2 separate regions of the Mus musculus genome follow, and region 1 is linked to region 2. The links are chromatin contacts, called in public HiChIP or PLAC-seq maps. All regions are on one chromosome and are shown on one strand. Each heading gives the region's core, a stretch centred on a gene start, on an enhancer-like site or on the middle of the called end of the contact. The rest is flanking DNA. Distances are from core to core; before and after follow the strand shown. Region 1 has its middle 26 kb from the start of Zfp958. Region 2 holds the start of Timm44 (translocase of inner mitochondrial membrane 44).

Region 1 (5,272 bases), core at 263-2,762, 310 kb after region 2:
AATGTTAAAAGTCCAAAGTTCAAGGTCTCTTCTGAGATTCATCTAATCACTTAACTGTAATCCCCAAACAAAGACAGGAAATCAGCTGAGCAAACTCCACACTCTGCATCTCCATGTTGTCAAAGTGATCTTCAGATCTCCAACTCCTTTTTCATCTTTGTTTATTGCAACAAAGTTTTTATTTTTTTATTTATTTTATTTTTATTTTTTTTAATTTCTACTGGACTGGTCCCACTCCCTGTTAGTAGCTTTCTGCTTTCCTCAGCAGATAGCCCATGGCTCTGGCATATCAAACATCTTGGGGTATCCAAGGCAACTTCAATGTTACAGCTTCTTGTTTCAGTGTTTGGGATCCATAAATGATTTTCTGGGCTCCCCCAAAGGGCTTTTGTCACTTCTTCAGCTCTGCCATCTGTAGCACTCTAAGCTCATGTTGATCCACTCCACTGCTGCTGCTGTTCTTGGTGATCATCCCATGGCCCTGGCATCTCCAATACACTGTGCTCTTCCACTGCAACTAAGCTTCACCAATAGCCTTTCAAAGGCTCTCTTCATGGTGCCAAGCCTCAACTCCTTTGTATGACCTCTTCAGTCCTGGAGCATCAACTGCAATTAGGGCTGCACTTTCACCAATGGCCTTCCATGGCCTCTCACAGTGCCAAGCCTCAGCTACTCTCCATGACACCTTTATGCCTTCAAAACCAGTACCACCTGGGTGACTTACACATTATCAAGTACAGCTGCAGCACGAGGTACAACCTTGGCTATCTGTGGAACACAGCTTCTTTGTGCTCTCAGAATATACTTCCCAGAAGATTTCGCCTCAGTGATGCTGGTCTCTTCTTAATCACCACTAATTTCTTAGCTCCAGCTAACCAGCATCGATTGTCCCAGTAGTCTTTTCTATTCTGAACTCTAAAACCAGAGCCACATGGACAAACTTGCCAAATTCTGCTACTTGCTGGGGCTGGAACATGGCCTCCTTGTTCTATTACATTATCACTAGCTTTCATTTTTTCCAACTCCTTTACTGTCTAAGCTTGCTTGTCCTGGAACTTGCTCTGTAGCCTGACTTTGAATTCGAGAGATTTGCATGCCTGTTTCCTAAACACTGGGAATAGTGTGTGGTCTATCATGCTTGGATTTAAGCTTTTCTAAACCGAGAATTTGCTGTGTGCTAGGCTGGCCTTGAACTCAGAGATCTGTTTATCTTTATCTCCTGGGGTTGAGAGTGTGTACCACCATGCCTGGATCTAAAGGTAGCTGGGTAGAATCTTGCCCAAAAGTCCCACTCCCTTAATTCATTATCTCCTTGATCACAGGATTAAGCTCCACTTCACTACATGGTATCCCTTTAATTCTTGAACCATATATTTTATTTTTTCTTTCTCAACTTGGCTTTGCGTGTTTAAAATGCTCTTCATGAAACTGAACCAGAGAACTGTAGCTTCCCTGAGCCTTGAGCAGGCTGGCTCAGACCTGTTCTGCCACTGTGGACTAGACCACCTAGGGTGGAGTCTCCCGACCTAGATAGGTCTATTGTTCTGGCACCTGTGCACCTCTCCAAGACTCTGCTACCCGCTGAGAGGCTGAACCTGTCTTCCTAAGACATTCCGGAACAAGTGCTGACAGGCTGGGGACAAAGCAACAAGAGCCTGGCTTGGTGGGGGGTGGGCCTTCCCCCTTTATAAACTCAGACTCTTAAGTAAACTCTGGGGCCTTGATCAGTATCTTGTCTTGTCTCCTTATTTCCTTCCTTTTAGCTCCAGCCTCCCATTCAGGAACCATATAGCTGCAGGCAGCTACAGAGAACAAAGTCTTTGATGGGTGTTTCTGAGACTTCCTTTGTCAATGCAATTAATCTGAGTCTCTTCACCTTAGCCTCAGGCAGACTCTTCTGACAAGGGCAAAAAGTAGCCACATTCTTCACTAAAATACCACAAACACAGTCTTTAGGCCACACATTGGAATTATCCACTGAAACTTCTTGAGCCAGGTCCACTCAATTTAAATCATACTCAGTAACAAAGTCTTCCACATTCCTACTAGGATAGCCCATTATGCCCCATTTAAAGCATTCTACTGCTTTCCAAATCCAAAATTCCAAAACGTGCATTCTTCCAAACAAAAGCATGGTCGAACCTATTACAGCAATACCCTTCTCCAGGTGCCAACTTCTGTAATAGTCAGGGTTATCTAGAGTCATAGAATTTATGGAATGTCTCTCTGTATTGAGAAAATGCACTGTAATGACTTACAGTCTGTAGTCTAACCCAATAATGGGCAACTGTGAATGGGAAGTCCAAGAATCTAGTAGTTGCTCAGTCCCACGAGACTGGCTGTTTCAGCTGGTCTTCTGTAGAAATAGGTTTCAACAGATGTGCTGGCAAGTAAGTGCAAGAAGGCGAAAAACAAAAACAAAAACAAAAACTTCCTTTATTCAATGTCCATATGGTCTCTAGCAGAAGATGTGGCCCAAATTAGTGTGTATCACCATGCCTGAATCTGGGACTTGCTTTGTCCCAGGGTGATCTTGAACTCAAAGATCTCCTTGCCTCAGTTTCCTGGGATTAAACATATGTAGTACCTTGCTTGGCCCTAAGCTTTTCATGGCTGTCATGCCTCAAGATGTTCATGCCAAGATCCAGATCAGAAACTTATGTCTTCCGGCCTCAAGATCTGGATTGTAGTTCATTCCAGGTATAGACAAGTTGACAACCAGGAATAGCCACTACATATGTTTAAAGTCAAATCTTGTTGCACATTGTATAGATTTTAAACTATACCCAATGAGCAACTTATTAATCTTTAGGTAAAGAGTTTATCTAATCTCAATAATCTCTCTTTCTTTTTGTGTTCTATTTTGAGGGCAGAGTGCAAAGAAATCAGGTACACAAGATTTGTAAGAGTGGGGAAGTACAGCATAGAGAAAAGAGACTTGGAGAGCACAGAACAGAGCAAGTTTAGGTATAAGATATTTGGAAGTCATTTGTCTGTGGTAGTGAGAATTTGGAAATCAGGTGTACTAATTTGTAGCTTTTAAATGAGGCCAAGCTGTTGTAATAAAATCTGAGTCCATGAAGGAAGAGAGAATGCTTACCTTGGTTTGGGCTGGACTCAGAAAGCGAATAGTGCAGTCCAATTAGACAGGCAGTGAGAACCAGAGACGTGTGGAAGACACAGTGGGCTAAAGAGTCGGACTCTAGAGCTTGGAAGCCAATTCACAGATAAGTGATCCATCCATACCTCTGCAGCTGCAACAGGAACACGGGGAGAGGTAAGCAAGGCTCTGTCAAGGCAGGGGACTCGCTCAGGTTTGTGGTCTGAGGCCTTGGAGGCAAGGGTCTGCCATTGTGATCATCCTTGCTAGTAAGACCTGAACTGTAGCCACAGAGGGAGGGATGAGAGTGAAGTTCCCCCAAACCCAGACTTAAAGAGTTCAGGCCACTTGCCAGAAAAGAGGCAGAAAATTTCAGGATCACACAGGATGCTAAATTCTACAGTGCCCTCTAGTGGTCATTTGGACTAGTTACTGTGGCCAGGCCGCAGAACAAAGGAAAAATCCAGCGTTTGGGGCACCAGGTCTGAGAAATTTTCAGTTTGGATAAATTTTTGCAGCAGGCACCCCTGGGGCATCTGGAGATCGATTTTAGGTCTCTCTGTGTTCATTTTCCCCGCCTGTGCCTGGGGTCGCCCAGTGGGAATTGTGGTAGTCTGGCAAAGGATGTCTCTTAAGATCCACCCCCACCCAACAGAGACTCTGTTCTGGAATGGGCCTTTTGGATCCTGGACCCAAAAGAAGAACTAGTACTTAGGTGGCAGCTGGGAAAGATTACTCAACCCAATTTCAAAGTCGATTGTGTCAGGTAGAGAGGAGGATGAGAGGAGCAGTCCCTATGTGGCCAAGAACTGCTTGGCCCACTGTGTTGAAGGCCTAACATCCCTTGTAAGGCTGGACCCCAGTCACTCACTGCACAGACCCTTTCCCAGGGAGCAGGTCTGGATTACTGCAGAACTCTCAAGTGGATCAAGCAAGAACACTGCAATTAGTTAGGGTTCTCTAGAGTCACAGAAATTATGGAATGTCTCTATGTATTAAGGGAATTTATTGTATTGACTTGATTTGGTTCAACTAACCCAAAAAATGGGCAGGTGTGAACAGGAAGTCCAAAAATCTAGCGGTTGCTCAGTCCCACGAAGGTAGTTGTTTTATCTGGTCCAACAGATGTGCAAGCAATAGAAAAGTCTTTCTCCTTCCAATGCCTTTATATAGACCTCCAGCAGAAAGTGTGGCCTAGTTTAAAACTGTGTACAATCATGCCTGGATCTGGAACTTGCTTTGTCTCAGGCTGGCCTTGAACTCAGACATCTTCTTGCCTCAATCTCCTGGGATTAAAGGCAGATACTAACTTGCCTAGGTCTAAGCTTTTCATGGTCACTCTGCCTCAAGATCTCCATGTCAAGATCTGGGAAAAAAAAAAAAAAAAAAGTCCAGTGAAAGGCCCAAAGTGGGATCCAGCTCAAACAGGAGGTCCCAAGGCCTGACACTATTACTGAGGCTATGGAGCATTCACAAAAAGGTACCTACCATGTCTGCCTTCCGAAAGACCCAACAAGCAGCTGAAGAGTCAGATACAGTTATTTGCACCCAACCAATGGACAGACGCAGCTGATCCCTGTTGCTGAATTAGGGGAGGCTGAAAGATGCTGAGAAGGGCTATCCTGAAGGAGGACCAGCAGTCTCAATTAATCTGGATTCCTAAGATCTCTCAAACATTGGACCACCAAACAGGCAGCATACACCAGCTGGTATGAGGCCCCCAACACACACATACAGTACAGAACTTCTGGGTCTGTGTTCATTCAGAGATGCTGCACCTAACCCTCAAGAAACTGGAGATCCCAGGGAGTTTAAAGGTCAGGTGGAGTGGGGTGTGGGTACAACGATGTGGAGACAGGTAGGTGGGAGGAGGTATGGGATGTGGAACAGTCGCTAGAGGGTAGATTCGGGGGATAGGGTGGGGGTAGGGAATAAAATACGGAGTGTAAAAAAATTACTACTACTACTACTACTACTACTACTACTACTACTACTACTAAAAGATCTGGGCCAGAAGTCTGTGTCTTTCAGCCTCAAGATCTGGATCACTGGTGTGCCCTCCATTTCTGGATTGTACTTTATTCCAGATGTAGTCAAGATGACAACCAGGAATAGCCCTCACAAAGAGTGTCTTTGAATTAATGAGGTTCGTAGGCACATAAAAAGGATAAG
Region 2 (5,056 bases), core at 1,835-4,334:
ACTGTAACATCGTCATCCACAATGACTAAAGGGAACCCGTGAACAGGAAAGGGGAGAAAGTGGCCAGGGAGACTGTACTTTTTGTGAAATTTTTATTAATTTTGTTTGTTCTTTAGGGGAATGTTGAGATAGGATCTCATTATGAAGCATTGGCTACGCTGGAACTCTCTATGTAGAGTAGACCAGGGTAGCTTAGAACTTAGAACTCCACCTGAGTGCAAGGATTAAAAACATGCACCATGGTGCCTAGTCTAATACATTTATTATGTACAGGATCTCATGTAGCCTAACTTAGCCTCTAACTTGCTAAGTAGCTAAAGATGACCATGAGTCCCTGATCCTCTTGCCTCTACTTTCAGAGTACTGGAATGAAAACTGTGGACCACTATGTCTAGTATATGGAACCTAAGGCTTTATGAACGCTGGGAAAGCACTCTAGCAATTGAGCCACATCTCCACCCCTTTTAATTTTCCTGTGAAGCTAAAACTGCTCTAAAAGATAGTCTGTCAAAAGTAAGATACCAAAGCAAGGCCACAAACTCACACTCACAAACATTCACACACTCACGAAACTGTAGGTGAGGCACACCTAAGACTGCAGCACTTAGGAAATGGAAGCAAGAGGACCAGGGCATCCTCAGCTACACAGGTGCTGGCCTGAGTTATACCAACCCTTATCTTTACAATGAAGAAAATGGTCAGTGGGAGTGGCCACGTGTGGCTGATGAATGGAAGGCTGGTTACAATGCCTGAAGGCCAACTGCCTCCCTATGTTTTATCAATCTACAACGGAAAGCAGCAGAGGGGAAGGAACCACGGGGAACTGCCCCACTCCTAAAATGGCTGTTCGAAGAACAGGATCAGGAAGAAGCTGAGGAGAGGCTCTGGCCAGCATGCAGACTTGAGGACTCAGTCACTGACACACTTACGGAAGTGTGGTCGAAGAATAGTGACCAAAACACAATGAGACCCAAGGTATGATGAAGTGACTCTATACCCATATTTAAATACCCATGCTTAGTGAGACACTCACAGACAGAGGCCAGAGAGGGAGAATGTAATCTGATGCAGGATACAGGAGGCCTTTTCTAGCCATCACAGCAAACTGTATGTGTAAAAGTGCCTTGTTGCTGACAAAACAGGAGGTAGAGCAAGCATATCCCAGGACATCCAGAAACAAGGCCTGCTGCTCTCTGTAATTGTGAATACCCGCAGCACACCACACTCCCTGAAGTGACGGTGCTGGCATGCCCCGCCCCCACCCTTTTTTCCCAGACCTCTGTTGGGTCTGCTTATTGGTATCCTGGGTCACTCACCAGTGTCAGCTCTCTTCCTGGCCGGCTTATCTGGTAGCTTGAACCATGGGGTAGGTTGTGGCTGGAGAGAAATTGGATTCCGCTGCCTAGGCACCTCTAATTGGTTAAGAAAAAGAGAAAGAGCCATTCAGAAAAGAGGGTAACTCTGAGGGTCACCATGAGTCATTTGCTGACCTTAACTTCATGCCTGTTGTAAGCTAATATGCAATCTTTGTAAAAATCCGAGAAGCCACTGTAATTAGGTAGAAAGAGAATATGTTGCATCAGCACCTCCAGGACCTAGTCCCACACCTGAAACTGGGGAGAACGTGGGTAGGTACCAGGAAACCACAAGAGCAGTATATTTGTGACAGTGTAACCCAATCTTTACTGAAGCCCACTCCACTTCTGCCTATCTCCAACAACTACAGAGGAGAACTTTCAAAGACAAACCAACAACTTCTTGGTGCAGGGAAAACTATGGAATAGACCTGTCATGCCCTGGTCAAAGGTTCTAAATACAGAGCCCCTCTGGGCAGAGAATCCAGTAACCTCATGAGAAAGACCCTTTTTGATCCTACCAAATGATGAACTCGTAGTTGTGTGCAGTTGAGTCCAGCACAGGTCCACTGAAACACAATGACCTAACAGAAGCACTTTTCATTTTACAAACTTTTCTTCTCCACTTTTTCCTAGCTATGTAATCACTGGTTAACATCCCAAACTCACATAGGTTGAGAAGTGAAGAGGATCAGGCTGTATCATTTATCACTGCACTGACTGCCAGGGTTGACTTGAATGATCTAGCTACTTGGTGTCATTTTCCCCCTTCCTTCCTTCCTTCCTTCCTTCCAGCTCCACGTGTGTTCTTCTCAAAGTTGCACATTTAGTCAAAGAGGATGATCTTTCTTTGGTCAAGCATATACCTGCTCTTCCCAGGTAGAACCTCCAAACAAGCTCTCAAGGTCCAAATGCATACCAGTATGGCTATAGTTACTGAAGTTTGCTCTTGGGATAACTTGTTTTACATTTCCCTTCCTCCTAATAATTGGCGATAGAATCATACTGAGCTGGGCTTTGGACCAGATCAGCAACCTACTAGCTCCGCGTCTGTGAGCAGATTGCTTAATCTAAGTTTCGCGTTCCTTAACCTAATGAGACTGGGTTAAACAATAGCAATATAAAGAACTATATTTATATTCTGAGTGTGTATTAACAGGACATTGACCTAAGTCAAGAGTTCTAGTTCTTATCCAGAGCAAGAACTACTTCCTGCACTTTCACGCTGATCATTAGAAGTGGAATTTAGGAAACACTCTCCGCTGAGGACTTGACATTCAAACGGGAACAGTGAATGTCACTTTAAAGAGCGAGAGAAAAAACCAAACTTTCATCAAGCTGTTTTCTCAATGGGGTATCATCTCCCCAGACACCAGGGACTCCCTCGTGCACGAGGGAACAGACCGACAGGTGAGAGGTGACCAGTTCCAGGGTAGCTTCGAGCATTGCCGCTGAATTCGGGGAAGAGGGGGTGGGGGATCAGTTCCCGCCCCAGGGCCTTCCTGCTACTTTCCCAAGCCTCGGCTGACCCAATGACCGAACCCTAACCCAACCGTGGAACCCATAAGAAAAAACGAGAGCGATCCGGGACTGAAGAGAAGGAGATCTTAAAAGCCGAGCGTCCAGACCCCTTATTTCTGCCCTACCAGCCCCGCACGTCTGCTCACCCGCGGACAGCGGCACCAGCCACCCCGCAGAGCTGCCGCCGCCATGTTGGAAGAGCCCGTGTGACCTTCCTGCGTCGCTCATCGATCGCGTCATCGGCTGCGCCGGCCTAGAACAGCACCAGCCTGGGAAAACCCGGGGGGAGGAGGAGGAGGGAGGTAGAGGAGAAAGAAACCCGATTGGTCTTCTGGGAGCCAAGTCTCTTATGCTTCAAGACATCAAGGATTCTGCGATCCAGCCTGGGAGGGGGCAGAGTTTAGGACAGGTAAGCCTCTTGTTGAGGCTCAGGGAGGAAAGCATTTTTGTGAGACCATCCGTGGTAAGGTGGGAACTACAAAAGGACAGAGGACTGGAGAGATGGCTCTGCAGTTAAGTCCACTGGCTGCTCTGGCAGAGAATTCGGATTCCGTTCTCGGCACGCACATGGTAGCTCACAACTGCCTATAACTCCAGATTCAGGGGATCCGAAACCCTCTTTTGACTTCCAAGGGTACCAGTCATGGAGGATAGACATACATGCTGCAAAACTCCTACCTATACACATAAAATTAAGATGATGCTAGGTGTGGTGGCGCACGCCTTTAATCCCAGGACTTGGGAGACAGAGGCAGGCGGATTTCTGAGTTCGAGGCCAGCCTGGTCTACAAAGTGAGTTCCAGTACAGCCAGGGCTACACAGAGAAACCCTGTCTCGAAAAACAAAAACAAACAAATTAAGATGACTACAAAAAGGCCTATTGGGGAGCATTCAGTACAGAATTGGGATAGCTCACATCTCAATGGTGGGTTTTTGTTGTTTTGTTTGACGGATTTTTTTTTTTTTTTGAGGGTCTCATGTAGTCCAGCAAGCAAAAGACTCATACACATAAAATAAAAAATTTATAAAAAGACTACAAAAGGGCAAAACCTTTGAAGTATTCAAACTGGTGCACAGATTGCCCCAAAACAAAGAAACAAAACTCCTATGGCTCAGTGTGTGTGTGTGTGTGTGTGTGTGTGTGTGTGTGTGTGTGTGTGTACTCTCCAGGCTGGCCTCCAATTTGTTATGTAGTTGAAGAAGACCTTGAACTTCTGATCCTCCTGCCTCCACCTCCCAAATGTTACTGATCACAGTTGTGCACCACAACAGAAGGTTTATGTACACTGCAGGGGATGGAACATAGAACCTGTGCATGCTAAACAAGCACCCTACCAAATGAGTCACAGCTCCACTCTGAGACAGGACAATGTTAGTGTTAGAGATAGGCATGTAGGTGGGTGAACTACAAAATATATATTTAACTGGAAACTAAACAAGGCTGATTAACTCTAGATACAGTTGACAATGACTGACAGTGCCTTGACCTGCCAGTTGCTCTCAGAGCAAGATTTTCAAACCACTTCTTCCTCTTCTCTCCTCCTCCTCCCCCTGAAATAAAGATTTATTAATTTACTTCATGTAATGTGGGCACACTGTTGCTATCTTCAGACACACCAGAAGGGGGCACTGGATCTCATTACAGATGGTTGTGAGCCACCATGTGGTTCCTGGGAATTGAACTCAGAAGCTCTGGAAGAGAAGTCGACGTTCTTAACCGCTGAGCCATCTCTCCAGCCCCTCAAACCTCTTCTTATAAGTGATATAGGGAGACACCTGTTAGTTCTGGCCCAGAGAAGAAAAGGAAAATTAACCCTGGCTGACTGAGGTCTAGTCCTCCATTAGTTCAATGTAAATGGGCACGTCTTGCTTTGAAGAAGCATGGGTCGTTGCTATTTTGGCACTTCCATGCTGTTTTGGATTTAGAAAATATGGCCAACAGCAAAAGTACTGTAAAGTGACTGTGCTAATTGTGGTTGTGGACACAAGGAAGACTATCCCATAGAAGAATGCCCCCATCCTATGGAAGCTAAAATAAAGCATGCACTTATGAAATTTCATCCCTTAAAAAAGAGGCAGGTCTGTGAGATGGCTCAGCGGTTAAGAGCACTGACTGCTCTTCCGAAGGTCCCAAGTTTAAATCCCAGCAACCACATGGTGGCATACAACCACCTGTAATA

Evidence for each region. HiChIP or PLAC-seq counts read pairs in DNA pulled down with a chosen protein or histone mark.
Region 1: an H3K4me3 HiChIP or PLAC-seq map of embryonic stem cells shows a contact between it and region 2, with 4 times the contacts expected there. The contact joins the enhancer-like site here to the promoter of Timm44 in region 2. A contact is called at or near these places in 6 of 39 promoter capture datasets (the 3T3-L1 cell line, 3T3-L1-derived adipocytes, the C10 cell line and 3 more), 8 of 484 Hi-C or Micro-C datasets (cochlea, cortical neurons, embryonic stem cells and 3 more), 11 of 115 datasets of contacts at active chromatin or transcription factors (cardiomyocytes, craniofacial prominence, embryonic basal ganglia and 4 more) and 2 of 9 other capture datasets (adipose tissue and liver).

The regions. Positions count from the first base shown.
Region 1 is chr8:4,584,984-4,590,255 of GRCm38.p6, forward strand. No RefSeq gene overlaps it. Among named protein-coding and RNA genes, the nearest start is that of Zfp958, 26 kb to the right of the region's middle. Within about 2 kb of position 1,513, at least 28 of the 459 cell types and tissues checked have an H3K27ac peak or open chromatin away from gene starts, as enhancers often do. A contact at or near this core is called in embryonic stem cells, epiblast stem cells and stem cell-derived epiblast-like cells, where this site is marked.
Region 2 is chr8:4,272,821-4,277,876 of GRCm38.p6, forward strand. It overlaps Timm44 (translocase of inner mitochondrial membrane 44), which reads right to left and starts at 3,085. Exons shown (of 13, transcript NM_011592.2): 1 at 3,023-3,085; 2 at 1,317-1,412. The coding sequence starts at 3,067.